2 separate regions of the Ovis aries genome follow, and region 2 is linked to region 1. Evidence: chromatin contacts called from public Hi-C data. All regions are on one chromosome and are shown on one strand. The core of a region is the stretch at or near the end of the contact, and the rest is flanking DNA. Distances in the headings are between cores, read along the strand shown.

The links. A called contact is a pair of places that touch in the nucleus more often than the background predicts.
Region 2: a Hi-C map of tail adipose tissue shows a contact between it and region 1, with 2.5 times the contacts expected there. The contact joins two enhancer-like sites. A contact is called at or near these places in 2 of 16 Hi-C or Micro-C datasets (skin fibroblasts and tail adipose tissue).

What each region holds. Positions count from the first base shown.
Region 1 is chr1:22,368,670-22,375,458 of ARS-UI_Ramb_v3.0, reverse strand. The region is part of intron 2 of TRABD2B (TraB domain containing 2B); the gene reads left to right. Among named protein-coding and RNA genes, the nearest start is that of TRABD2B, 140 kb to the left of the region's middle. Within about 2 kb of position 3,293, at least 13 of the 54 cell types and tissues checked have an H3K27ac peak or open chromatin away from gene starts, as enhancers often do. A contact at or near this core is called in tail adipose tissue, where this site is marked.
Region 2 is chr1:22,583,531-22,590,531 of ARS-UI_Ramb_v3.0, reverse strand. LOC132657885 (a long non-coding RNA gene) reads left to right here. Exons shown (of 2, transcript XR_009596657.1): 1 at 1-215; 2 at 3,079-7,001. Among named protein-coding and RNA genes, the nearest start is that of TRABD2B, 80 kb to the right of the region's middle. Within about 2 kb of position 4,676, at least 6 of the 54 cell types and tissues checked have an H3K27ac peak or open chromatin away from gene starts, as enhancers often do. A contact at or near this core is called in tail adipose tissue, where this site is marked.

The DNA.
Region 1 (6,789 bases), core at 2,044-4,543:
CACATGTTCTTCTCATTTAATTCTCTCCATGCCCCTATGGAGTTGGAAGTATCACTCTGATTATGGTTGAGTATCATCACCTAAGGTCACGCACCTGGCAAGTAACAGAGAAGGCCTCCACCAGGACTCTCTGACTCTAGAAAACTATCTGACATTTCTTCAGCTTATGTGTCACTCAAAAGAAGACTTACATTTCTTACTGAGTGTAATGTCAAAAAGCAACTTCTCCCCTTCTCTCTCTTTACTTCCCTTCCTGTCCCTTCCCTCCAGTCTGTGACTCTAAAGTCTAAGCAGACCCTGAGTGAAGGATTTGAATACAAGTCATGTTTTTGAGACTGAACCCAGGGCATTGGGGAAGTGAGCTTGGCAGAGGAAGCCCAATCTTCTGGGATACGCTGAGAATCACATTAACACTTCACAGTGGCAATGCACCTCACAATTATACACCCAGGAGGCAGGGGAGTTGAGGTATTAATACCCTGGCTCTTGTCCATCACTGGTCCAGAGGATGGCATTCTTTCCCCAGCGCTGGCTGGCTCAGGGTGGGGTAGACCTGAGTGGTCAGAGAAAGCCTCAGGCAAAAACACGCAGGGGCTGGAAGTTGGAAGTTGGCCAGGAGTGGAGATATGGTGGGACGTGGGCAGGGAACCCAACCCACGGAAGTGTCTTGGACGTGTGCCACTGCACACATGATTCCGGACTATAATTGTCCACTTCCCTCTCTCCCACCAGCTCCTTAGGGCAGAGTCTCATATGTCACAGTGCATGGCTTCAGTACTGGACGAATGTTCATTGAATGAATGAATCTAGATTCTTGGACTCCTACTGTCTCCAGGCCAGAAGAGGTCTTTGGGGTCATTTGCCAACATGCTGTGTGATGTTTGGTTGTTTCATACTGTCTTGCTGGCAAACACAGCACAGCCAGGAGCAGCCTGCTCTGTGATAAGATAGCTCAGACTGCAAGACAGTTCTTCATCACTGTCATCTGTGTCCACTGGCTCTGTGTCCAGGCCTTTGCTCCATGCCCCAGCCAAAGGGCCTGGACTAGCTCCGAAGCAAAGCTTGCAGCATCCTCTGAGGACTTGCAATGGCAGAAGTTTCCCTAAGAAGCCGTCCCTCCTCTGCCATGGCCCAATGACACATTTGTGTGTGTGTCCAGCTGCCTCCCTGCTGAGGGTGGGAAGTAGGTTTTCTTCGGTATAAACAAGTAGCTCAGAGACCCAAGGCCAGGGAATTTGATCTGGGGTGAACGCCTGGGTTTTGCAATTCTCCTGTGAGTCTGTGGGCCAGCGCTGGCCGGGTCTGCATCTCCTTCTGGAAGGAACAGGCCTGTGAAACCCTACATTGTGCCAAATGTCCCATCAGGGGATTCCACTTTCGGCTGCAAGGGGGTGGGGACTGAGTGAGAAGGCAGTTGTGTAACTCCGGGTGTCAACCACAACTGTAACAAAGGCCAAAGCACCAGGCAGGGACCAAGTTAGCCTTGAGGGGCCAAGTGTGCCCTGTCCTTCCTCCCCTCCTCCGGTTCCAAGGGCAGCCCCGTCCATCTCCTCATCCAGCAAACAAACCTCACAGGCTCACACGTGGTTTAACAAAAGCAGCAGAGACTCACGAAGCCCCCGCTTCATGATGGTCTGCCAGATGATGGATACAGCGAAGCAAAGATGCAACTTCTGTTGTCCCAGAACTCACGTTCTAGCTACTAGGGGCATCAAGAGGTGCCCACTTGGTCAGTAGGGAAGAATCAGAACTAAGAGTCAGAAGACTTGGGTTCGGGTCTAGGCAAATCTCAGGTAAACCTCTCTCAAGTCAGTGTGGGCTGCTGTAACAGATATCACAGACTGAGGACTTCAGCAGCAGATGTCTGCTTTCCCGTGGAGTCAGGGATCACAGGGTGCTGGCAGGGTTGGCATCCTCTGAAGCCCCTCTCCTGCGCTTGCAGGCAGCCACCCTCTTCCTGCCTCTGCACAGGGCTATCCCTCTATACACACGTGTTTGCCATGTTGCACACACGTGTGCAGCCTCTCCATGTGTCCTCATCTCTTCTTACTAGGGCACTAGTCAGTCTGAGCTAGGACCCACCTTGAAGACCTCATTTTAACTAGCAGCTGTTGTTGTTCGGTAGCTCAGTCGTGTCCAACTCTTTGCGACCCCATGGACTGCAGCACACCAGGCTTCCCTGTCCATCACCAACTCCCAGAGCTTGCTTAAACTCATGTCCAACCAGTTGGTGAGGCCATCCACCCATCTCATCCTCTGTTGTTCCCTTCTCCTCCTTCCTTCACTCTTTCCCATCATCAGGGCCTTTTCTTTTTTTTTTTTTTTTAATTAATTTAATTTCCCGAGGCCGCGCAGACCTAGTAACCACCATCTTCCAGGCGTGCGGCCCCCGCAGCCTCCCTCTGTTCCCCCATCAGGGCCTTTTCTAATGAGTCAGTTCTTTGCATCATGTAGCCAAAGTTTTGAAGCTTCAACTTCAGCACCAGTTCTTCCAATGAATATTCAGGGATGACTTCCTATAACATTGGCTGGTTTGATCTCCAGCACTACAATTTGAAAGCATCAGTTCTTCAGTGCTCAGCCTTCTTCATGGTCTAACTCTCACAACAGTACACGACTACTGGAAAAACCATATTTTTGTCTATATGGATCTCTGCTGGCAAAGTTATATCTTTACTTTTCAATACTCCATCTCTGAGTACAGTCACTTTCTGAGGTCAGAGCGTCAACATGAAGTTGGGGATGGGGATACAGTTCAGCCCATAGCAGCCACCCAGCTACTCTGCTTCTCAGACTTCCTGCCTCAACCCAGGTCAACGACTAGGCAACCTGTGAGCACCACATCTATGTGTGAAGGTTGCTGATTGTGGACCCAAAGGGACAAAGGCAGCTGGGGCATTTCAGAAAGCCATGGCCACAGGGGAGACATTTTGGGGACGTGTGATGGATTATCCGGGAAGACAGACAAGCTCTCCCTTTTCTTCTGTCCCAGGGACACAGGGTCAAGAAGAGCCAGGAGCCAGGACTGCGGGCCAGGCTGTGGCTGCACATTTACCCTCATCCTCTGTTGCAAAGGGAGTGTGGGTGGTGGAGAAACCGCAGTGGGTGGGGCAGGTGGCCTGGGCTCATGCTCCCTGCAACCAGGGATATTGGTGAGCCCTTCGTTTCCTCGTTTGTATCATGAGCAAGGAGAGAATTTAACCTCAAAGATTATTCAGTTGTGTAACCCTGGGTGCTGACCACAGCTGTAACAAAGGCAGAAACACGGGCTAGGGGCCAAGTGTGCTTCCAGGGACCAGGCTTGGCTGACTGTTCTCTGATATTATGTCTGGGACTCTGGATTCTCGGATCCTCTATGAGCCTGTGACCAGAGTCTCATTCTACCCACTTGGAACAGCCTGAGCCCTGAGACTGGTCACAGCCCAAGCCTGACCCTGGTCATAGACCAGGCTTGAGGAATGCAGATGGCATCGTTCGTGACACTTCTGTTACAGGAATCACACCAAGCATTGGGAGTAATGCATGGATCCCCTTCTTAGGACTCCATCTCCCATTAAGGGGCTGATTTATGTAACATTTCAGGTCAGGCCCTCATCAGAGAAAAGATAGCCCCCAACCTCCGCCTTCTCCATTCTGTTTTGTGGTCCTCGGACTGGGCACCTGGGGCAGAGGGAGGCTGCCTTGCTTCCTGGGGGTGCGACAGAGTCCAGGGTGTGGTGGGACCAGTATAGCCTTGAGAGACTCATCGCTCAAAAGTTTGTCCCAAGCTCCAGGGCCCTCAGGTAGCTGGAATTTATGGTGTCAGCCCCGCCCCATGTCATTAATAAAGGAAAATTAGCCTCTCTGGGTCAGGACATATTTCACTGGAGTCTGAGGGCTGTAATGAGGCTCTAGCAAAGCCCCAATGTGCCATATGAATTTTATATGCCCTGTTTCCTACAAGTTCTGAACAGCTCGGCCGATTTATAAGGTAATGATTTTTCCATCCATAATTTCTTTCGTATGATTTTTGTAATGTGGACACTTCCCTCTCCTGGCTGGGCTGTGTGCAGCCTAGTCAAGTGGATGCAAGCAGGGCAAGGTGGGAGAACTCGCTTCTCAAGCCCAGATCCTGCCAGAGCTACCCACCAGCTCTATAGCCGGCATGAAGGAGTCCTGAGCTCCGTCATGCATTGGTGGCTGACTGCCAGCAGCCACGCTGGGCAGTGATACCCAGCCACCCACCCCCACCCCGGGGCCTAAATTTCCACACCTTTCCGGTGAAGAGCGCACTCTTTAGATCATTCTCCATAACTCCATCAAGAACATTTACAGTCATCGTACCCACATTTCTTGGTACATAATTACCCAAGTCAGGCACTGTGCTGGGTGTTGCAAGCACAAGGGTGAATTAAATACAGGCCTCCCTCCAAGAGGAGCTCTATAAAAGGAGTTATATGTGCTGAGAACACAGAGGTGACTGATCCTTCCTTCCTGTGGGAACCACAGAGGGCTTCATGGGGGAGGCACTTGTGAAGACCAGCATGAAGGGGAAGCATTTTGCCTGGCCAGAAAGGACTCATTTCAGGCTTTGTCAGTTAGGGTCATATTGCTTTGGCTGTGGACCCAGCTTCCCTGATTGCAGGACCCCCTTCAGGATCCCCTGCAAGACCCCAGAGGAGTAGCTGGCTCTCGGGAAAGCCCTTTTTGGCCTCCTGTTCCAAGGCCAATACCTCCGCTCCAGATGCCCCAGTGGGGAGGGGTTTGGAGCAGAAACACCTGGGAGAAGCCCCTGCACACCCATAAATCTGCCCATCTCCATCCTTTGATGTGGACTCTCCTGTCTCCCAAGCATCACTGCCCGGGAGGTAGCTATTGAACTGAGGGTCAGAGGGCACCCAACCTTCATTTTTGAGTGAGTGTGTGTGCTTTAACCTAACCTAGCCTGTGTTATGTTAAGCTGGAATGTCTTATGGGATGGGAATCACTCCCAGTCTAGGTGGGTGTTACAGCCCCCTCTGGTCACCCATTGTCCGTGTACCAGCTCAACAGTGGACTGAAGTGGAAAAACCCAGAGAGTCCCCCAGATGCTTAGTCTGTAGCCCTAAGGAGCTCCTGCAAGGAACTTTTTTCCTTCTGTTCCCTGAAATGGCCGGATGTACTGACCTCCCAGAGATCCAAACTCCATATTTCATGCACCTCACTGACTGTCTTACTCAACCACCCAGGCTCCTCAAAGGTAGGGGCAGCTGCCAGTCCTTTCAACAGGTGAGGAAACCAAGCCCAGAACAGTTGCATCACCTGCTGGGGCCATGCAGCAAATTGGAGAAACAGGATTCTGACTCCTGGATGGGCACACACCATTTCTATCAGGTTGCTCCATCTCACGGTCCAGGTGTGAGCTGAGACCATTTTGAAGATGAGCCAGACTGGCTGGGTGGCTGGGTGAGTGTCAGTAGTGCCAGAGGAGTGTGGGGTGGAAATGATGATGGAGCAGCCCTTGGCATCCCTCTTTCCCACTTCTCAGAAGTTGGTACATTTCCCTTGGGAAAAAGAAAAAAGCCACTTCAACTTTCCTGTAATAAAGTTTCCTAATTAACTGGAGGGGGAGGCATGCTGAGTGTTATTAACCACATCTTAACTATATACTATATTGAGTCTTTTTTTTTTAACCCTTGCATTGAGAGGCGTAGGAGTCTTTGCACAGAAGCTGTTAAAGTATTGCCATAAAGCCAAACTTGGGAGGTTCGTATGCCTGGTCACACACCAGGCCCCCAGTGCAAATATGTAAGATGATATGTACTCCCTCCAGCCCTTGACATGCCAGACATGCGGGTCAACCCCAGAGAAAAGAAACCCACTGTGTGAGTCGGCAAGCATCTTCTAGCCACCTGAGCTTCCCAGGTGGCTCAATGGTAAAGAATCTGTCTGCCAGTGCAGGAGACACAGGTTCAATCCCTGGGTTGGGTATATCCCCAGAGAAGAAGATGGCTACCCACTCTAGTATTCTTGCCTGGGAAATCCCAGGCCTGGGATTTCCTGGTGGGCTACAGTCCCAAGGGTCACAAAGAGACTTCATGACTTAGTGACTGGGCACGCACACATACACATACTAAGCACCTATTGTTTGCTGGGCTTTGTTCTGGGGATTTCAAGTTGACTACAGCATGTTTATTTCCCCAAAGAAGTGCACAGTTTAATGGGGACTAAACACATTAGAAGGAAATTACTCAGATTATAAAAAATGTATTTCTCACTACAAAAAAAAAATAATCTCTCAGCAGTCACACTGCCTTGGGCCATATACTCATATTCTTTATACACAAAGGTCCTAAAGACAGATTTCAAACACCACCTGTTCAATGAATTTGCTGCATGTACCCCTGGAAAAGGATGTGTTGTTGTTATTATTATTGCCATTACTAGCGTATTTAGAGTCAGACTTCCGTGGTCCATATCCCACCTCCACCATTTACTAGCTGGGTGACCATGGGCAAGTTACTTTACCTTTCCGTCCCAGTCTCTCAGTATAAAAGAAGAGAGTAATAGCGCCCATCTCACAGATTGTCTAGAAGATATCATGCCTGTAAATCTCTTAACCCAATACCAAACTCTTAGTAAGAGCAAAATAATTGCCCTGTATTGTTTTCATTCAGTCTCTTGGTCGTGTCTGACTCTTTGCAACCCTATGGACTGCAGCACCCCAGGCTTTCCTGTCCTCCACTCTCTCCTGGAGTTGGCTCAGACTCATGTCCATTGAGTCAATGATGCCATCCAACCATCTCATCTTCTGTTGCCCCCTTCTCCTCC
Region 2 (7,001 bases), core at 3,427-5,926, 210 kb before region 1:
TACCGGCAGCTACCTAGAGCCTGTGAAGGAGCGGGAAGTAGCCAGCTGGAATAGAAATGCATTTACCCACACCAAAGAGGAACCTGTATGGGGAGAGGGTGGATTTTCTCCAAAGAACCAGCAAAAACACCCCATGAGAGAACAAGCAAGGTTAAATGTCTGCCAAGCCCAGAGAGCATTGACCCTGGGTCTTTGAGTCTGTACTAACTAGTCAGGTAAGTACTATGTTGCCCCCTTTTCCTTCTCTTTCCCTCTATCCCTGACAATGGAGAGATAAAAAATCCACGATGGTTAGCAAGATGAGGAAAGAGAAGTAATGCTTTAGGCACAAAAAGAAAGAAGAAACTGAGTCTTGTTCTCACTGCACGAAACTTACCAGCAGTAGCTCCAGGTCCAAGTGGAAAAGTGAAGTTTGAGGTTTATTACTGCTCATATTGCTAAATAGTAGTAATAGTAGTTCATTATCGAGCAGAAATAATATTTTGTGAGTTAAAATAAACAGGGAGCTCTGTATTGTCAAAGAAAAAACAGAACGGTCATGTTTTCATGCAATGGGGCGGAAGAGATCTTACCTGCAGGATGACTAGTAAAGGTTGTTTCGTGATTATTCCGTGAGTGAGATTCCATGAGTCCCACTTGTTCATGTGACAGTTACATGACTTGGCATTTGTCATCCCTGACATGTAGCTCGACTTGAGTGCACCTTCTGCCGTTTCTCCTGGCCTGGGGAATCAGCAGTGGACAAGGACTATCACCTAAGGCATCACTGAGTGGCTACTATGTATCTGACCCTGACTCCATTCCAGGGAAGAGATAGGAGGAAAAGATCCAGTCTCAGTTTCTGGCGAACACACAGTTCACAGGACTGGGACGCCCTTACAGTGTCCAGATAGGGAGACAAAGACCCGGAGCGGAGCTAGAGCTTCTTAAACCTGTTGTAGAACCAGACATGGAACCTGGCCCTCTTGTGGCCATCTTCTACACATGTCCATGGCTCCATATACCTTCCTCTTAGAGTATCTAAGACACAGTGGAATCAAGTGCCTGGGTGGCTAATCTGATCTATCATTTACTGAGCTCCTACTATGCGTCAGGCTCCTTATGTATGCGAGTTCTGCCAAAATAGAAATATCACTAGCATTGGCACAGATGAGAAAAACTGAGACCCATAAGGTTAAATGACTTGCCTAGAGTTATATGGCCATTCAAAGGTAGAGCTGGGATTTAAACAGGTCCATCTGGCTCCAAAGCTAGAGGTCCTGTCCCCCAACCATGCTGCCTCTCCCAAGGACTGCTAAAGTCAGGAAAGAGAAATTTCAGCCAGGCTGCTGTCAAGCCTGTATCCTCAGAGCCCCATATGGAGCCGCCAGCTGCCCCACAGTGCCGTCTTTGAGGGAAGGAACCAGTCCAGACTCACCTACACACTCACTAGCCATCCCAAAGCCAAGACAACTGCAGTAGGCTAGCACTTTCCCAATACCTTTCCAGGAATAAAAAGTGATGCAAATTTTTTAAATTCGTAAAACAGTGTGAATAACTTTTTAATTAGTTGGCAAATTACATGGCCAGGGGCCTTAGTCTGTTCTCTGAAATAGGCATTAATTTTACTAACTTGTTTATTCCTTACGCAGGTTAAGTTGATTCTTTGTGAAGGTTGGGTGCATAGGTGTGTGGTAAAGTTCTGATTACGTTTGGCAAGAATCTTGGCTGGGGTAGACAAGGGAAGTTCCTTGTAGATTTTACTTCTGATGGTGAACTTGGCCTCCATCACTCCCTCCTGAAACCCAACTATTTGCGGGCGGAAACGAGGGATTTTAAAAAAGATAAGGAAAGAAATAAATTAGAGGGGGAAACAACTGGAGGATAAATAATCCTCTTAAAACAGTCACTGGGAGAAGCAATGGAGAGAGTCCTGGATAGGGGGTGGTGTGGTTTCCAGCTGGGCTCCCTTGCTCGGTGGCTTCTGGGCCTTAGGCAGATAGCCATCCTGTTTAGGCCTCTGTCTCCCTGTCTGTAACATGTCTGCAACAGATAATCCACATTCTGAGGTCCTACATCCCGTCTGCCAAGAGGATGGAGTGGGACATGATCTGATAAAGTGACTGGACTTTTACAAAGCACTGTCCACACAGAAAGCTATGGCATACCCTTGATGCCTGGACCAAGGTCCTTGGGTGTCAGCAGAGCCAAACCCAGTGCCAGCAAGGGAGGCTTCAGGGTGATGTGTGAGGAAAGGATATCCCTTAGTGAGCTCCTGGAAGGGCCTTGCAGGGGATCTACAGTGTGGGGGCGTGGTGGGAGTGAGTATGCTGGGCCTGCCCAATGCACGTCAGCATGTGTCCGGGCCCCTGGAGTGTGCACGTGATGGCTTGTACGTGAGGGTGTGGTGTGTGTGAATACCTGTGTTTCCGCAGTGAGGAAGGGAAGTGCATGATTTCATTCACTCCACTGGCATGGTCTGAGGATTTATCAGTCCTCTGCTCTAAGCACTGGGGATTCAGTGACGTACAAGACAGACTAGTTCCTGTGAGTGCGTGCATGCACATAGGTGAGCGCATGAGAGGATTTACGTATACTGGTGAGGATATGTCTGTGTGAAAGCATACATCCGCATCTGCGTACATGAGGGAATGCATGCTTGTGGGAGTCTGCATGTGAGCATTTGGGAATCTGAGTGTTTGTGTTTTTATGCAAAAGAGAGGAACAATTCCATGAGAAACAATTCCCCAGCATCCTAGAGGGTATCAAATCTTGATAAAATGCCTTAAAGTCTTGAAGGGCCCTGAGATATCATCTTGCCCAGTCCTGAATTCCAAGATAGAGATAGAGGCCCAGAGAAAACCAGCTGTGTGTAGAAGTCAACCAGGAGCAAAACAGAAGGTCCAGAATTTATACCTGCTGACTCTGAGCCCAAGAGGCTTTTTCTACTGAAGATATGAAAGTGCAAATTAACTGAGACTCAGAGGTTTTAGGGAAAAGGCCAGAGTACACAGCTGGTTCAACCTGTACCTGAATGCAAGCCACTGAATTCCAGTGCCCAGAGTCTTTTAACAGTCTTGCATTTCCTTTCAAATACAGGACAAATATGTTCATAACATGGCTGAGGATGAAGTGAATTTAAGCACTCCCATCCCTAATGAGTGTACCACAGGCCAGCTGGAAAGATTTTTGTCAAACACCTGGGGACAGGCTCACGCTGGGAACTAAAGGGCCCCCCTCCTCCTATGGACAGAGGAGCCTAAAGGGCTCACTAAGAGTTGGGCACAACTGAATGACTAGCTCACACACTCCTCATCTTCAGGAGCCACATGGAGGAAGTCAGATCGGGCCTCCAGAGCCCCATTCCCTGCCTCCTCCAGAGACAGAGCAACTGTGATCTCCAGGGGCTCCAAGGACAGCCCCGTGGGGCTGTGGCAAGTCAGGACCCATGGGACGCGTGGCCCCAGTAATCTCATTGTGATGCTCAGGCGAGATTTTTTTCTGTATGGGTCCTTCCAGCCACTGGGGATTCTGTGCCCTCACACCCATCAGAGATGCCGCATATTTTCCCTTCAGTGGCAAAGACATGGACCTTTGCGTCAGTGCCAGCCTGGCTTCCCACGCCCTGAACTAGTGCAGCCACCCAGAGCCTCCACACGGCACACTCAGACCTGCCCCATCACTAAGCCCAGAGGAGATAGCGACCGCTCCCATCAGAGGCTGAAATCTAGACTTTGTCTGGTTTTCCTAAATCTACTGTCAGGTTTATCTGCCCAAGACTCTCTGGCTCTGCCACTCTTTCCAGATATTTCCTGCCCTCACTTCCATTCCTATTTCCTCAAATTGCTGACAGTTCCTACTATAACAAAGGCAGAACACCCAGCATCTGACTTCAAGGACAACCAAACCCTTCCTGGACAACCAAACCCTTTCTGGACATTCCCACTGCTGGCCCTAGTCAGAGGCCCTAGAACAGAAGGGGCCTGGACTCTCCACCCCCTGCTGAACTTTGAACTCCAAGACTGGTCACTCTGCTGACCTAAGGCCATGCCAGCCCTAACATTTTCCTTGTCTTAGCAACCAAGCCTCCCACATGCCTTTGGTCAAGCTTACCCAATTTACCACACTGAGCTGATTTCATCTAACTTTTTTGGCCCCAGAGCCTCTAACCTCACTCCACCCTAAACCCTGAAACCGACTCCTGGCCCCACTTGAAAGCCTTTCAGACTGAGTGAAAGTTATCTTCTGCCCCAAGTGTGTTGTCATCAAGACCCCTTGGGTACTTCCTTCCTGACCAGAAATGCCATCAGAGAGTCCAGTAAGCACTGGGCTCACCGCCCTCATCAAGGTCTCCCTAGCGTCTGCTCCCAAAACAAAGTTGTCAGAAAACACACCCAAGAAAATTGTCAGGAAGCCACCAGTCGTCCAAATTATTTACTGTCCCCTGGCACATAGCCAGCTAGATGCTGGCCATTCAGACTCTGGGAAAATATTTATGTGGGTTCTGATGGATGCTTGGCCAGGAAAGACTGCCTGCTGTCATCTTTTCTTCCTGCTGATAAGGCAAAGCAACACATGTCAGACAGCTCTTAGAAGGGCCTGGCGGCGGGGACCTGGCATCTGATCAGAGTGAGGTTAATGGCTGCAACCCTCTGTTCCAGTTCCATCTCTGCCACCACCAGCTCTGCCCTTCCCAGGGCAGAAGTTCCTCCATCTGTAACATCATGGACCAGACTGGATGACCTCGGTGTCTCAGATCCTGTGAGATTGTGACTCAGACAGAATCTGATCTCATTTCCAGATCTGCCATTTTGATGGCATTGGCTCATCACAGAGCTATTTTTCTTGGCACCCTGGAAACGTTCCTGAAATTCCAGCATCCTAGAATTTCTCTTTCCACTGATCCAGTTTCAGTAACCAGATGGGAGAACTCCATCTGGAGGGGGAAGATCTGAGCCTAAAATAAGAGTAAACTGGAAGAGGGGAAATTGAGGTCAAGCAGTGTTGGTCATGCACCCAGTGTTGGCAAAGCTCGATGCTGAGCTCACTGGGACAGCAAAGGGTCCCCAGCAAAAGGCCTCCTGTCCTTTAAGCCACACTGAGCTCCAGTTCTGTGCCCCAAGAGCTCCCAGTAGGCAGTGTGGAATGGACCCCAAGGCTCATCTTATTCCCCAATTGGTCCTTATGCACGCTTCTTCCTGCCCACGAACCCAGGGCCTCCACACGCTGCCCTCAGCTCTGCAGTTCTGTCCTTGTCCAAGATCATCTTAGATGCCTCGCTGGGAGGAGTTTCAGCCTCCTCAGCTCCCACCTCTTGTAGATGACCTGACTCTCAGGTCCCTCTCCATTTCAGAGTTTACACCTGCTCCCTCTGAAGATGCCTGCAAAGTAACAAAGTCACAGATATGGACATAGGACAGAGGTTCAGGTGCCCCCAGAGTCCCTCCACTGTCTCTGGATGGCTTCTCTGAGATGTTCCATGACATCTCAGGACCTTCTGCCTACCTCACTTTCCCTGAGCAGGGAGCTCCCTCAGCCTTCCTCTCTCCTCAGACCCAAAGTTCTCCGGGAAGTTTCCATGTGCCAGTCTGAAGGGGCAATGCTGTAGCTGTGCTGGCCACTGAGAAATTAGAATGTAGGAGCCTTCCAGGAAGGGTGAGTGCGTTCAATGGCTATTTCCCTGAGAGAATACTCAGGACAGACATCACTGCTGTTTACCCAGTCTGAAGAAGTGCTCCTCTAGACCCTCCTTTTCTCCATTCAACAGACTCACTTAACTCCCCTCCTGTGCTGGACATTGTACAAGGTGTGATGGAGGGCAGGCGCACAGGCAGACACAGAACTGCTCCCTTCATCTGCCCCAGGTGCCTGGGATCCTAGAGCAAGACCAGACCAGCCTCTCAGCCTCTACCATCTCATGCCCTCATCACACCTCCTCTCCTCTTCACCTGCCTCACTCCTGGAATCATGATATCATAGGAGGGCAGAGACCAATCTAAGGAACTTAGACAATCTGTGAAATGAGTAAGAATGGAGCTGTATGAACAGAGATGTGGATAAAGAATACAGATAAGGACTAGCTTCTACCTGCAGAGAAGGCAATGGCAACCCACTCCAGTATTCTTGTCCAGAAAATCCCAAGGATGGAGGAGCCTGGTAGGCTGCAGTCCATGGGGTCGCTAAGAGTCGGACACAACTGAGCGACTTCACTTTCACTTTTCACTTTCATGCATTGGAGAAGGAAATGGCAACCCATTCCAGTGTTCTTGCCTGGAGAATCCCAGGGACAGGGGAGCCTGGGGGGCTGCCATCTATGGGGTCGCACAGAGTTGGACACGACTAAAGCGACTTGGCAGCAGCAGCAGCCTCTACCTGGAGATGAATGGAGAGAGTAGCATAGAGGCATATACAGTACCATATGTAAAACAGATAGCCAGTGGGAATTTGCTGTATGACTTGGGGAACTTAAACTGGGGCTCTGTAACAACCTAAAGGGATAGGAAAGGGTGGGAGATAGGAAAGGGTGGGAGGTAGGAAAGGGTGGGAGGTAGGAAAGGGTGGGAGGTAGGAAAGGGTGGGAGGTAGGAGGGAGGTTCAAGAGGGAAGGGACCTATGTACACCTATGGCTAATTCATGTTGATCTATGGCAGAAATGAAATCAATATTGTAAAGCAATTTTCCTTCAATTAAAAATAAACCTGTCAATTCTAAAGGAAATCAGTCCTGAATATTCATTGGAAGGACTGATGCTGAAGCGGAAGCTCCAATACTTTGGCCACCTTATGAGAAGAGCTGACTCATTAGAAAAGACCGTGATGCTGGAAAGATTGAAGGCAGGAGGAGAAGGGGACGACAGAGGTAGGATGGTTGGATGGCATCACAGACTTGATGGACATATGTTTGAGCAAGCTCTGGGAGTTGGTGATGGACAAGAAAGTCTGGCATGCTGCAGTCCATGGGGTTGCAGAGTCAGACACAACCGAGAAACTGAACTGAACTGAACTGAAATGTAAAAGCAGACT